Regions from separate parts of the Gossypium hirsutum genome. Here all the other regions are linked to region 2. Evidence: chromatin contacts called from public Hi-C data. All regions are on one chromosome and are shown on one strand. The core of a region is the stretch at or near the end of the contact, and the rest is flanking DNA. Distances in the headings are between cores, read along the strand shown. Region 1 holds the start of LOC107920744. Region 2 holds the start of LOC107920187 (integrin-linked protein kinase 1). Region 3 holds the start of LOC107918264.

Evidence for each region. Hi-C and Micro-C count contacts between places; a contact is called where the count stands out from the background.
Region 1: a Hi-C map of leaf shows a contact between it and region 2, with 1.9 times the contacts expected there. The contact joins the promoter of LOC107920744 here to the promoter of LOC107920187 in region 2. A contact is called at or near these places in 2 of 34 Hi-C or Micro-C datasets (both in leaf).
Region 3: a Hi-C map of leaf shows a contact between it and region 2, with 1.9 times the contacts expected there. The contact joins the promoter of LOC107918264 here to the promoter of LOC107920187 in region 2. A contact is called at or near these places in 4 of 34 Hi-C or Micro-C datasets (hypocotyl and leaf).

The regions. Positions count from the first base shown.
Region 1 is chrD13:15,268,153-15,272,980 of Gossypium_hirsutum_v2.1, forward strand. It overlaps LOC107920744, which reads right to left and starts at 1,754. Exons shown (of 2, transcript XM_016850589.2): 1 at 697-1,754. The coding sequence starts at 1,657. The coding sequence ends at 713.
Region 2 is chrD13:14,991,048-14,995,405 of Gossypium_hirsutum_v2.1, forward strand. It overlaps LOC107920187 (integrin-linked protein kinase 1), which reads right to left and starts at 1,368. Exons shown (of 11, transcript XM_041108774.1): 1 at 835-1,368; 2 at 665-739; 3 at 1-42. The coding sequence starts at 1,149. LOC107920294 (26S proteasome non-ATPase regulatory subunit 11 homolog) reads right to left here. Exons shown (of 2, transcript XM_016849922.2): 2 at 2,070-3,603. The coding sequence starts at 3,589. The coding sequence ends at 2,321.
Region 3 is chrD13:15,336,101-15,340,590 of Gossypium_hirsutum_v2.1, forward strand. LOC107918264 reads left to right here and starts at 1,513. Exons shown (of 2, transcript XM_016847787.2): 1 at 1,513-1,815; 2 at 2,037-3,582. The coding sequence starts at 2,078. The coding sequence ends at 3,121.

The DNA.
Region 1 (4,828 bases), core at 504-3,003, 280 kb after region 2:
TGTGCCAGACAGCACTGGTAAATTTATTTTTAAAATTTTGTATCAATTAAAATAAATTGAAAAAATATGAAAAAATATTTTTTTATGGATACTATGTCAAAGCCTATCAGCATCACTTTAATTACAAAAAAAAAAAAAGAAACTAATTGATGGGTTGGTTGTGACCTACCACATTTAAAACTTGGCAGGAGGAGAAGGGGTTATATGAAATTGTGATTCTACGTTATCATTATTCTTTTCTAATAGGAGAATGACAAATTAATTTTTTACTTTTGATTTTTAGCGTTTTTAATTGGATTTGAATTTATTGAGATGAAAATTTTGGGAGGAAAAATATGAGGATAGGGGTCACCAGAAACCAAAGTTTAACAAAACTAACCAAAAGTGAGTTGTGCCCAAGTTACCTTCATTGATGTAAAAGCTAGGTAAACTGCCTCCTGCTTCGCTTACGTTTTCCTTATTTTAAAAGCATAAAAAGTCAAAGAACCTCTTAATTACACATTAATGTAATTATAACTCTTCATTCTCCTTCTCTCCTAATTTTTCTCTGTTTTGATTTTTTCTTTTCCTATCTACTTCTCAATCGCTTACGTGTTAGTTTTTCCACCACCGGTGAAAGCATGTTATCTATGCAAAGCAAGACTTAAAAAAAAAAAACAAAAACAAAAAACAGAACATAAATGGAACTCGAATTACCTGTTTTCATCAAGCATTAAACCATTGAAACAACGCGAGGAACTTTCGCATCATCCACAGCCAAACTTGAACACTTAACTGCAAATTCCTCATCTTCAGCAAGCTCTCCATGTAGAGCCGTGGCATATATATAGGAAACTGTATTTGCAGCTAAATTACAAAACATTAACATCATAGAGAAGGTGGAAGTGACGTCCATATTCAAAACAAATAACCAACTTGTCCATTTATCAGCAGCTGAATTCCTGTATGTCATAACTGAGCGCCAGGTATTAATGGAAATTACGAAGCCGAAAAGCAGTATAATCTTCAAAGCAACCCCTTTCATTCCTTTAACTAAATTTCGACTTCGCTTTAATGGTTCAAACCCCCAGCTTGATTCAACGACGACGACTACGTAAGCAAATATCCAATTCACTTGTAAATGAACCACAATAAACAAGAGAATAATCACGTAAACAAGGCAAAGGAAAATAAAATAAGGTGAAGGGTAATGAACTTGGAAGCCTAAAATGACTACTGCAGAAAAGGCTAAACCAAGGATCAAACTGATCCCAGAAACGATAAGCTGGGTTACAAGGCAAGTCGAGAAGAGAGGGAAGAAGGAAGTGAAAGCCGCCTTAATAGCGGATAAAAGCTTGATGGGTCGACCGTAAAAGCCGTGGAAAATGCTATAAGTGATGGAACCGGTGGCCAACAGGGAGAAGATAGAGATGGGGATGGTGTAAAGGACATTTAGGATAAAGATTTTAGTGGGGAAGATGGAGGGATCTTGCTGAAGGAAGCTGAGGTAGGATTCAATGGCGATGAAGGGGTAGATGGATAAGAAGAAAGAGAAAGGGAGGAGGAAGAGGAGTGAGAGAGCTAGGAAGTGGCGGGAGTGGGCTTTGATTATCCGGCTGTACCCAGAACGGATGGCCCAAAGGTCGATCTTTAAGAGTGGTGGTGGTGGCGTTGCCATGGCGGAAGGAGGGGGAGATAATGCATGGAAAAAGGGTTTTATAGATAAGTCAGAAGGGTCAACTTTAACTAAGGTGGATATTGAGACACGTCATTTCCGGTCAACTTTTTGGTCCTTCAATCATAATTTAGTGGGAGAAAGGTTGGTTTCACGTAATAACGCACTAATCCCTTATTTCAAAATACTTTATTTATCATTTTAAACCTTTGGTTAATAACAATTTAAGTTCTCAATCTATTTCCTAATTAAAAATCTATAACGATTAGAATTTATAATTAGTCTTTATGCCTGAATTAATTATAATTTCATGTAAATTAGTTATCCAAATTTAAATTCATCAATACACTAGCTCTACAAATATTACTATTTAATATTTACGGATTCAATTTATGAAAACGAAGTCTTGAAATCGTATTTTTTGACACCACTAGAATCCTAGTTATTAGATTACTATTATAAATCTTGAATATATCTTAATAATCAATAGATTATATTTTAACAACGAACAGATCATTCAGTATTTATAGGGTTCATTATTACCATAATTCACCACTTTTATCTTTTCATGGATTGATAGGAATAGAACTTTTACTAGTCTAATTCACTATATTATCACTTCACGATTTAATAGAAATTGTTATCATAATTTTTTACTTGTCATCTCACTGTGTAACAGGAACTTTTCATCAGAACTTGTTTACCATAACTTTTTATTTTATCATTATCTTTTATTATTCAACAGAGGCCCAACATAGACTTAACAAAAGGCATAGGATATAGGAAAACAATACAGTAATGCACCGAAGTGCAATAACAGAACAGAGTAGCATCGGAGTGCTATGTCAGAACATGACAACATCGAAATGCGTAATTAGAATAAAGAGTGTGTTAATTTTTCCTTAATGGCATGTCATCTATATCCTATTAGTTCATATCTTGTCTACTTGGGCAACCACATGAGAGTCTATTTCATTTTCTCATTTTCAGAACATAATTTGCATACTTTAAACTTATTTCAGTTTAGTCTTTTTTATCATGAAATTCACTATTCTTTGTAATTTAGTCTCAATTTCACTTTTCATACATATACTATTTCATCACACTTTCTTAAACATTCTATTTATCAATATAATATTTCACAATTTAACTATAATTTTACACATTTTCAATCATTATCTTTCCACAACTTAAAGAACAATTGTAATTTGAATTACAATAATCGTGTATTTTTGCATTCTTTACTACATTCTTCACTTATCAAATATTTTCTTGTAAACTTTCATAACTTTTCAATTTAGTCTTTTTTTGGTCATAAAAGTTTAATATTCACTAATTAATCATATTAAATCAATTTTCTTTCTTCTTAGACTTTAATCACACAATTTATCTCAATATCTTGTTTCACATATCAATTTCTGTATATGTCACTTTTATTATTTCATCCACATATTTTCTCAAGTTTGAAAATTTAGTCATTGGCATCATAAAAATTCCATATTTTCCCACAATTTCACCTTTACAATACTTTATGCATGTTTCATCATCTCATAACACATTAATTAACTTATTCACATATTAAATTGTTTTACACTTTATTTTACTAATTTACGACAAAACTTCGCCAAGTTTACAATTTTAATCCTTAAATAACAAGAGCATTCATGGATACTTACCTTTTCCAACTTAGAATTAATTGCTCTTCCATTTTTCCACATCACTTGATTCATTTTCTCAATCTCTTTCTTCAACATCATATCACAACATAAAACATTCCATGAGTAATCTTCACTTTAACATCTTTTCTATACTTTTCTAACAAAATTAAACTTGAAAACAATATGAAACCTTCACATTCATACCTTGTTTTCTTGGAATCAAGCTTTAGCTTACTTTCTCTCTCCTCCAACTTCTATATTCTTGAATCTAAATTGACATTCTTACTCTCCATAGTCTTCTTATCATTTTTCTTTCTTGATGGTTATGGAAATTCGTTTGAGTTCTAGGTGAAAATGGTGGACTTTTTATGAAATGACCAAAGTGTAAAGAAAACAAATTTTCTCCTTATCATGGATGGTGCTATGTGAATAATTGAAAAGATGAACAATGTTTTCTTTTCAACTTTTCCAATTCCTTAACTATTAATTAATTAATAAAAATATCTAAAAATAAAATAATAAAAAAATATTTCAACCAAATAAAATACAACACCAATATCCATAATAATCTTGATGTTTTATGATAATATCTTAATTGAGAAATGACTATTTTACCCTTCAACATCCTTCACAATTATTTACTAGAATCATCACTTAATTTGATAAAATTACAATTTAGTCCCTTATATTTCTCCACTTATTCAATTTGGTCTCTGCATGCCAATTTCATGTCATAAAAAATTGGGTTATTTTCACTTTTGATCCTTCAATTTGCTCATATTTATGCTTCAAACCCTTAATTTTGAATAATTGTACTTAAACCTCAAAATTTTTTTACATCTTTACGATTTAGTCCTTACTTTAATTTAGTATACCGCAACATAATTCTCAATTCAAATTTCTTTGATTTTCTTCAACCTTTTCTTTTATAACTTTCATTTCCTTATTTTACTTTATCGAGTAATCAATTGTACACAATCTCAATTTATTATTGCTTTTAAACTATAATAGTTTTAAGGGTTTTATATTTCTCTCCCCCTTAAAATAATTTTTTTCCTCGAATTTTTCTTGATTTCCTAACCATGAATTTCATTATCTATTTATTCTTCAATTCTTTTCGATTTAATCATCCTCACAATTCTTTTTATTCTACACTTTTGTTCACATAACATTATTTTGCATTTCCTTGGTACTCATCTTCTTCTATTCAACCTTATCACGAATATCTGAAGTCCTTATAAAATTTTTGGCACCTCATATACAATGATTTCCTTTTCTTAACTCTTTTTATCCATTTAATCAAAAGTCCCTAATCTTATTTCCTTGAAATCATCTTTACAATTTCATATACTTATGTATATATTTTCAACTCATCAATGACTTATAACTTTCTTGCCATTCTTCAAACTCTTATCGTGAGCATACAACTTCTTTACTTGAATATACTCTTCATTATGTCTTTCTAATTCACTTGTTATTCTCCTTCACTTAATTCATTCTTAAACGTATAATGTAT
Region 2 (4,358 bases), core at 118-2,617:
GGGCAGAACCGGCTTTGGTTCAAAGTGGCTTCCACTTTGGCCCTGCAACAAATAGAATTTTAACTTAAAACTCACAAGAGAAGTTAGAATGCAAAACTAACAAGGTCTTAATTACAAGTATTTCTACTAGCTCAAAAATCAATCAGATAATAAGAGAGAATTAACAAGCACTATTAAGAGCCAAAAGCAGGGTCCATTTCACTTTTTAAGGAAACTGTTCATGAATTACTTAAAACAAAAATAAAAGTTATCAGATCAATGGATATGAATCACTTTAAACAACGTTCTGACCAAACAGCCACATCCAATATGATGTCCTTCCAGGCATTCAAAAGATAATAATTCTTAAAAATAAAACAATCCATAATATCAACCATCAAGTCAGCCACAATATATAGGTCCTCAGTCTTAGAACCAAGTATGAAATGTATAAATGTGGACCAAAATGAAACATAAACTGGATACAGTCAGAGTAGTCGCATAAAATCAAAGTGTCATTCCCCGCAAATAATCATTCATCACACGATCAAGGTTTATTACAACGAATAATGCGATTAAGAGAGCATGTATTTTGAGTAGTCCTTTAACTTTAGACTAAATATCAAAAGAAAATAGTTCGCAAAATACTCTAATGGAAAACTGCAAAACAAAATTCTGAACTTACGTAAGATAATCCACCATTTGACTTCAATAGTTCAATCATATTATGTTTTTTAGCTCCTTCTGCATCAGCTAAAGGCTATCATCATCAAGCGAACAAAAATCAAATCAAAAAAATTCAGGTTAAATCCATATTAGAACATTGAAAACGAAAGAAAGCCTTTAAAGCGGCACCGTATTCTTCCAGCGATCTTGGGAGTTGACATCGGCACCATATTCAAGGAGGCACTTGGCGACGTCGATCCAGCCGTGGAGCGAAGCAACGTGGAGAGGCGTACGGCTGTCGTAATCTCTAGCGTTGACCAAAGCTCGATCTTCCTCGAGAAGCTTGCGGACAGCGCCGGCGTCGTTTTGGTGGGCATGCCACAGTATCATCGACGTGCGGCTCACTCTTGCCTTCTCTTTTTTCTTGTCTGCTGACGATGTGGAGCACACCCTCCCGCTCGATCCACGCGCCGCCAATTCTCCGTCGGATGTGCCGGAGTTCATGGTCAACGATCTAACTTTTTTCCGGATCGGAAATGTTTGTTTGTTTGTTTTTTTGTTTTTTTGTGTGGCTTATATTTTCTGGTGCGGTTTGGGCGGAGTCAATGTAAAAATAATAAAATAATAATAAAACTTCTTCTTTTGGAGTGGACCGATCTATTTTTCAGTTTTCCATACTAAAATTAGAAGCTGTGCCTATGATCATAAATTGCAGTCACATATTGTTCGGATAAAATACTGGAGGGTCATATTATTTAATATGATATTAGGGACCATATTATCTCCATAATTTCTTCAAAAAATATTTTAATAAAAAATATTTTTGTTGCTGTTATAATTTTGTTGTATATAAAAAATCTATATGAAAAATAAGGAAACAAAAATCATTTCAGGACAATCAAAATGAGTTGAATAGAAAGAAGGATTAGTTACACTATACAGTCTCGAAATTATGGTTTAATTTTTAATCAGTTCTCGAACTTTAAAATATTTGTTAGTGTAGTCCTTAGCTTATTGTATTAAAGCATCTCTAAGACACAAATCAAATTGTAAATACATGTATATTTTTCACATGTAAAGTTCAAATTTAACATGCCTTCAAATTTATTAATGCTAACTACTATCTTCTTTTTTAACATATTCAATCAAAAGTTTAAAATTTACTTTGTATGAAATTCAAATTGCATTTAATAGTTAAATCGACAATTATTAAGGAAAAAAACTTGATTGATAAATTAATATGTGAATTCGAGCTCACTGAAACCCGTTTATCTTCCTATTTAAAAGTTAAAAAGGGATCATAAATAATTCTAATCATTGTATCAAAAATGATAATTTTGAACTATACCTATTTTTCTTGTCCGATAAAACCAAGTTTAGATGAGAATATAATTCCAAAGTCATGAGAAAGTTGGTTCCACTTATCCCTAAAAAGATGTGATTCTATTAAAGAATTAATGTTGCCAAATAAAGTGAACAAGCTAAATTCAAAGAAAGACAACTTAGAAAAAGTTTTAGAAACATATCAGGCAATACACCACATATTTGAGTCCAATGTTCTTCCGCAATACACCATTAAAACCGAAACATTGAAACATGTCAGTCCGCAAACATACTTTCTCCCCGGGCTCGAAGCAGAGTGATTAATAATATAACCATTCCTAGGTATCACACCCTACGCCATTATCTTAGCAGACCTGACATAGAGGCTGTCTACGACCTTGCCAATGTTGGAGATGGTTTCCAATGTTGTGGGGTAGATGGCATCGGTCTTGGGATCGTCAAATATAACAAGACATCCGGCACCCTGATCCAGAGTCCCTGCAAACTTCTTATCTAAAATCATCTGAGAAAGTTTCTTCTCCACATGGTCTACAGGCAGTTCAATGAGTTCGGCAATATGAGCGATCTCAACCCTTGAGAATGGCTCAATCAATCTGCAGAGATTCTGCTCCAGTAGAGTGTCATAGAGGGAAGAAAGGTGCCTGTGGACAATAGGATCTTCCTCTAGTTGAGCCTTGAAATCACGAAGAGCAATCTCGAAAAGCTTCAGGGAACGTTTTGCATGGGCATCAGCGACAGCTTTCATGGCATCAAGTTCAGGCCCCACGTATTGAAGCCCAGCTTTTGATGATATTATACCAGCAACATCATCAGCCTGGCTCACCATTATTTTGCACAACAGCATATACTTGAGGCTAAAGACAGCTCGAGGATCTTCAAGAGCATTGAAAGCTTCAAATGCTTCGAAGAAATAACTATAAGCAGTTTTATAGTCTTTCTCCTCTGCATGGAGGATTCCACTCTGCAAATCTATATTACCCTGTTGAGCTGGTGGGACATAAATCGCATTTGCTGCTGTTCTTGCAGCTGTTAAAGATGCCTTGGCTTTTGGAAGGTTTCGGAGAGAGAAATGAAGCTTACTCTCCAACAAGTCTATGTCCACAAGAAGCAGCTTGTCATCCAACCTTCTCACCTCCTTAATTAGGCCAGAAAGGAGATTAAGTGCTTCCGAGTACTCCTTGTTCTCCATCAAAAGGCCTGCAAGTTTAGCTTCAACTCGTTGGCGTAGGAAAGTTCGCTTCTCGGCACGAGTCCACTGCACCACTTCTTTGCAAAGAGAAATCTGGAGATCTGATGTTCCAGGTATTTTAGCTACATCATCAATTATACCACGAACAATTTTGGCAGTTTTTGCCTTTGGAATCAACGCAAAAAAGGGCCTCAATTGGGCCAAAAGACTTTTGAGCTCCTCTGCTTGGTTCTCTTGTCTGAGAAGATCAGACAGATTTGTTATGGCCTGCTCTTTAATCCGCACAGCATCAGGAGCAGATGAAGGATTTTGTAATACACGATAGAGGATTGAGATGGCTTCAGATGGTGTTTTGGCTTCTAGGGCCCAAGCAATTGAATCGGTGGTTGCTGGAAGATATGATGAAGACATTGTAATTCCAGATCCTGCAAAACCAACAAGTCAGTTTGACATAGATGAACTTGCAGAAATAAAAAAATTCCATTACAAAAGGGATACAAGTAATCCAAGAAGTTACTACCTAATTTGACAGAATGGATTGTAGCCATTTTAGTCAGTAAATCTTATACTAAACCAACCCACTGAATGCAGCAGTTGATGGGAATTTAAAAGACAAGCATCATCAAACAACTTGGCTTTTTGATAAAAACACAAGTATTCTTACAAAGCCAATTCCATACTTCAAAGGCCATAAAACAATTCATCCTAAATTTTGAAAATAAAAACTTTTCTTGTTCAATCCCTTTGAACATGCATTGACGGTCTAGAAAATTGTTTGTCGTTCCATGTACCATGTTAGCTTCAACTACAAAGCATGTCGCTTGCTATTGGTATCAACCTATTGCAAATGAACAAGAATAAAAAGGCATATCAATATTTCCTGATCACCACTTGCCACTCAAATCTCATTGAAGTTGGCCTCAAATTACTATGGACAGCAATAAAGTTTCTCACAGAAGAAACAACAAATGCTAATTAGCACTACCAAAAGAATATATAAACCCTTATAGTTTTCAATAAAATGATGACAAATCAAAAGTGTCATAGTTTTCTTTGAGAAGTTTGAATATGAAAGATATTAGAAACCCAATTATTAGCTATTCAATGTTCTATTTATCGCTAATATGGAAAGAAAGAGCTAAGCCATCAATAGAAGCCCCGTTCGTTACCCAGACTTGCA
Region 3 (4,490 bases), core at 263-2,762, 350 kb after region 2:
TTCAATAGAATTGGTGGGGTGGGGGTGGGTATAAATACTAGTTGGTACATCTTGATAGCATCGCGAAACTACTGGTGTCACCTAACATGTTGGTAGCACCACTAATAATTTTTTTTTCGATTTTCATTTTTTCCCTAACAACCTTTTTTTTAAATGTACAAGTGTCGTCTGACACACTGGCGACACTCATAAAAAATAATTTTTTTTAAATTATCAATGGTGTTGCCAAACACACCGACACCTATTAAAAATGTATATTTTTAAAAATTATTAGTGGCGTTGTCTGATGCATCGGTAGCACCTATTAAAAAATAATTTATTTTGAAATTATCAGTGTTGTCACATGATACACCGACGATACCTATTAAAAATATTTTTTTTCTGTCTCAACTTTTTTTGACACTGTTTTTTTTAATTCATTGGTGTTGCTTGACACACTGATGACACCCATTAAAAAATATTTTTTTCTTGTCTCAGCTTTTTATCTGACATTGTTTTTTTTTAAATTCACCGGTGCCGCCTGACAAACTGGTGACTCCATTACAATTTTTTTTTACCATATATACTCGTATTTTCAAGGACATTTTAGAAAAATACATATCAATGTTACCTGGCACAGTGTCGGCACTAATAAAAGATTATGTTTTTCTTTAAAACATATGATTACATAATGATTGGCTAAAAAAGGAGGGTGGTGCCACCAATGTGTCAGGCTACACCGACGGGTACTGTAACAAACAACATATTTTCATAAATAATTTATCCTCCAATTTATTTTCGTAATTAATTAATTTTTTATATTATTTATATAAAAAACTCTCATATTTTAGTCACTATTATTTGAATTAATCACTTTCGTTACAAATTTTAATAATCCATTAATGAATTACTCACTTGAGACGTTAACCCATTGAATTAACCCATTGAATAATAGAAAAGTGATATTTTATTTTTTGTTTGGGACCTCTCTCTCTTTTTTTTTTCTCTACTGCTCAACAACCACCATCTCCATACAGCATCTTCAAGCCTCCTATCACTTATCCTCACCTGAGTCAGAGTCAAAGCCACCCAAATTCCCCCACCGTACCCATCTCCACCGCAGCTCTGTTTAGGGAACTTAAGAATTATGTCCTGAAATCTGTATTAATCATCATTCTCATAACAATTACTTGACTTCATCCATGCTTTCATTAAGCAGATCAGGCAATGAGATATGCACGTGTGTGTGTGTGAGTGCCAATGTTGAAGAAGCTTCTTCACCTTGGATAGTTTTGAGCTGCGCAGGTGTACACTTCTTCAAGTCAAGCTTCCAGCTTTTAGACGCCTTACTTTTTGTCAGCAGCACTGGGAACCAAAATCTTCTTAATTTGATCAAAGTTTAATATGTAGAGATCCTAAGATTCAATTACTCTCAATGAGTTAACCACGTGAGCCTATCTTAATTAAGGCAATTAAATTTAAAAATAATTAAAATAAAATAAATTCTATTTTAAAATGAGTATAGTGTAGTTTATCCTAGTTTAATCAATCAAAAGCCCAATTGGTTTTTATAAAGAAAATCCCAATTTTGTAAAAGATTTAGGCCGCAAATTCCAAAAATGGTAGTCACCTGTTGAATCTGATTTCCTCCATGTCCAGTGTTGACAACTATTTCCCAATCTTGAAAACCCCAAAACATAAAAAAGCAAAGCCCATTTTCAATCCGTTACAGACTAACGAACGCCGGCACGATGGCATAGCACCTCAAAAAATGGCAGCTAACTTCTTCAGACATACCCTTTGTTTTGCCATGCCAATGCTATAACATCCAAATTCGTACGTTTTTTTTTTCTAATAACCAATCTTTCTTTTCTTCTTCTTCCATAAAAGACTTGTTTTTTTTAACACTCGAGAATTTCCCTCCAATCCCACAATCTTCATGCTTTTCACTTTTACTGTGTTTTCTTCGTGAACTTCTCGGGGATTACAAAGGTGCGTCAAGCTCTTGCAGATCTGATTTACACTTCTGTTTTATATAATTTCCTGTGTTTGTTTAGCTGCTGGGGTCGATATCTTTTCTGGGTTTTGATTAACGAAAATGGAAACTGGTAGCGTACGAATGAGATCAGATCATTTAGAGAAAGAAGGATCTAAGGAAACCCATGAAGAAAGTTTTGAGCTAGAATCATCCTATGATGTTAGTGATGATAACCACCAATTCCATTCGATGAATGCATTAGAGATCTTAAGAGAAACTGTTAGGATTTTACGGTACAATTCGTCCAGTTTTTTTATCATTGCAGTTTTGTTTATTTGCCCTGTATCTTTGGTCTTTATGTCTAATTTGTTAGTTGATCATTCCATTGTGAAGAGATTAACTGTTAGGCTTTTGTTAGTTGCCAAAACCTGTGGACTCCCATTGAAGCCTTTCATCAAACAGTCGTCACAAAGGTTCGCCGAGTCGGCTGTTTCCTCCGCAATGTGCTTCCCTTTGTTCATCACATTGTCTTTGTTATCCAAGGCTGCGGTGGTTTATTGTGTAGATTGTACTTACTCGAGGAAACCGGCCGATGCTTCAAAGTTTTTCACGATAATCCTAAAGTTTTGGAGGCGGCTCGTTTGCACATATGTGTGGATGTGTACGGTTATTGTTGCTTGTGTGACCACTTTCTTTGTTTTCCTTGTTGTGGCATGTAGCTTGCTTTCTGTTGTTGGCTTTGCACCTGACTTGATTGTGTATGCGGTGATAATGATGGGGCTAGTGTTCTCGGTTGCCTTCGCGTATGCCATTGTTGTTTGCAATATCGGGATTGTAATCTGCGTGTTGGAGGAAGTTTCAGGACCGCAGGCAATGCTTCGGGCCGGTGTTCTTATTAAGGGGCAGACTCAAGTTGGTCTCTTGATATTTCTTGGATCTACAATTGGTTTAGCATTTGTGGAAGGGTTGTTTGAACATAGAGTAAAAGTATTAAGTTATGGAGATGGGTCTTCTAGGATCTGGGAAGGGCCTCTGTTGGTAATAATGTATTCGTTTGTGGTGCTCATGGATTCCATGATGAGTACGGTTTTCTATTTCAGTTGCAGATCGTACACTATGGAAGCCTCGGATGGTGAATGTCAATCAATATTGGATACACCATAACCACCTTTGCCAAATTGTTTTGTGTTGATGACCATTGCTATGTCCATTGTTATGCTATCAGCTAATATTTATCGAGTTCTAACAAGAAAATAGCATTACTTGGGAATACTGATGAAGATGAATTTGTTGTTGTTTCATCAAAAACTCGAGCAAGATGGGTTTTAGCAGCTCATACTATGCTGAAGATGATTCTCCAACTCTTCCATAGACATACATGGTTCAGGTGCATAAAATTTCTTGTGATCTACTACTAGCCATGGAATAAAAACAAAGTTAATACAATAATTTGATTGAATATAAGCTGCATAGAACTATTCATCAATTATCCAAAGGGTTCCATATCAAATTGTTGGACCTTTTCATGTTCCTTTTTTTTTTTACTATCCTTGTACTTGCATTTATATTCTTGTTCGACGTGCTTAATAAATAGTAAAATGTAGAGCTTGGAGTACTGATTAATCAGAAGATAGATATTGAGAATGTTCCGGGAAATGGTTTTTTTTTTTTTAAACTTTTAAGTTTTATCTCAAATGAACTGACTTTGAAGATACAAAGATGGATTGAATGCTTCATATTCTTTAAATGCCATTTTCCAAGGGTTGGTTTGACTGCAATTTCTCATAACTTGAGCTTCTGTTTATAGGGATCATTGATTGCACTTTCTACATCACTTTGGAATCTCTAAAAATTGAATTTTAAACTAAATGGCCATATGGAGAGAGAAGAATGCAAGGAAAGAGTTGTAAATTAGCAGATGATTATTCCTGCTATTAAGAAGATTTCCATTTTCTGGAAAAAAAAATGATTTTCATTATTTCTGCTTTCTACTAGTAATTTATACGAACATGGGGTGGGCGTGCAAATTATACTTTATTCACATTCTAAAATGACTAAATTACCCAGTTGGTCAACTAACTTTGCGTTTTCATTTTGATCCTCTAAGTCTAAAAGAAATTATTGCAATTTTGTCACTTAATTTTTAGAGTGTTTTCATTTTAATCACTTACGCGATAAATCTTTAACGACGGTTGATTGTACATGCCAAATCATGTCTACCTCATGTTTACACTTCCGTTTTGGTCATTCAACATCTATGTCACTTTTATTTTGATCATTGAATTTTTTTGAAGTCATTCGGTAACCAAAATGAAAGCCTCTAAAAATTGGGTGATCAAAATAGAGGCAGTTTTGGTATCCAACGGTCTAAAAGATACAGATATTTGTAAATTCTCTATGGATGTGTTTGGATGAGTGATTTGAATGAATTATTTCATTTATATCAAAGTTTTTAAAATTCTAAAAGTGAATTTACTTGTTTTGATAAAATTTTGAAGAATTTAAATTTTCTAGTAATTTCTAGATAGGATTT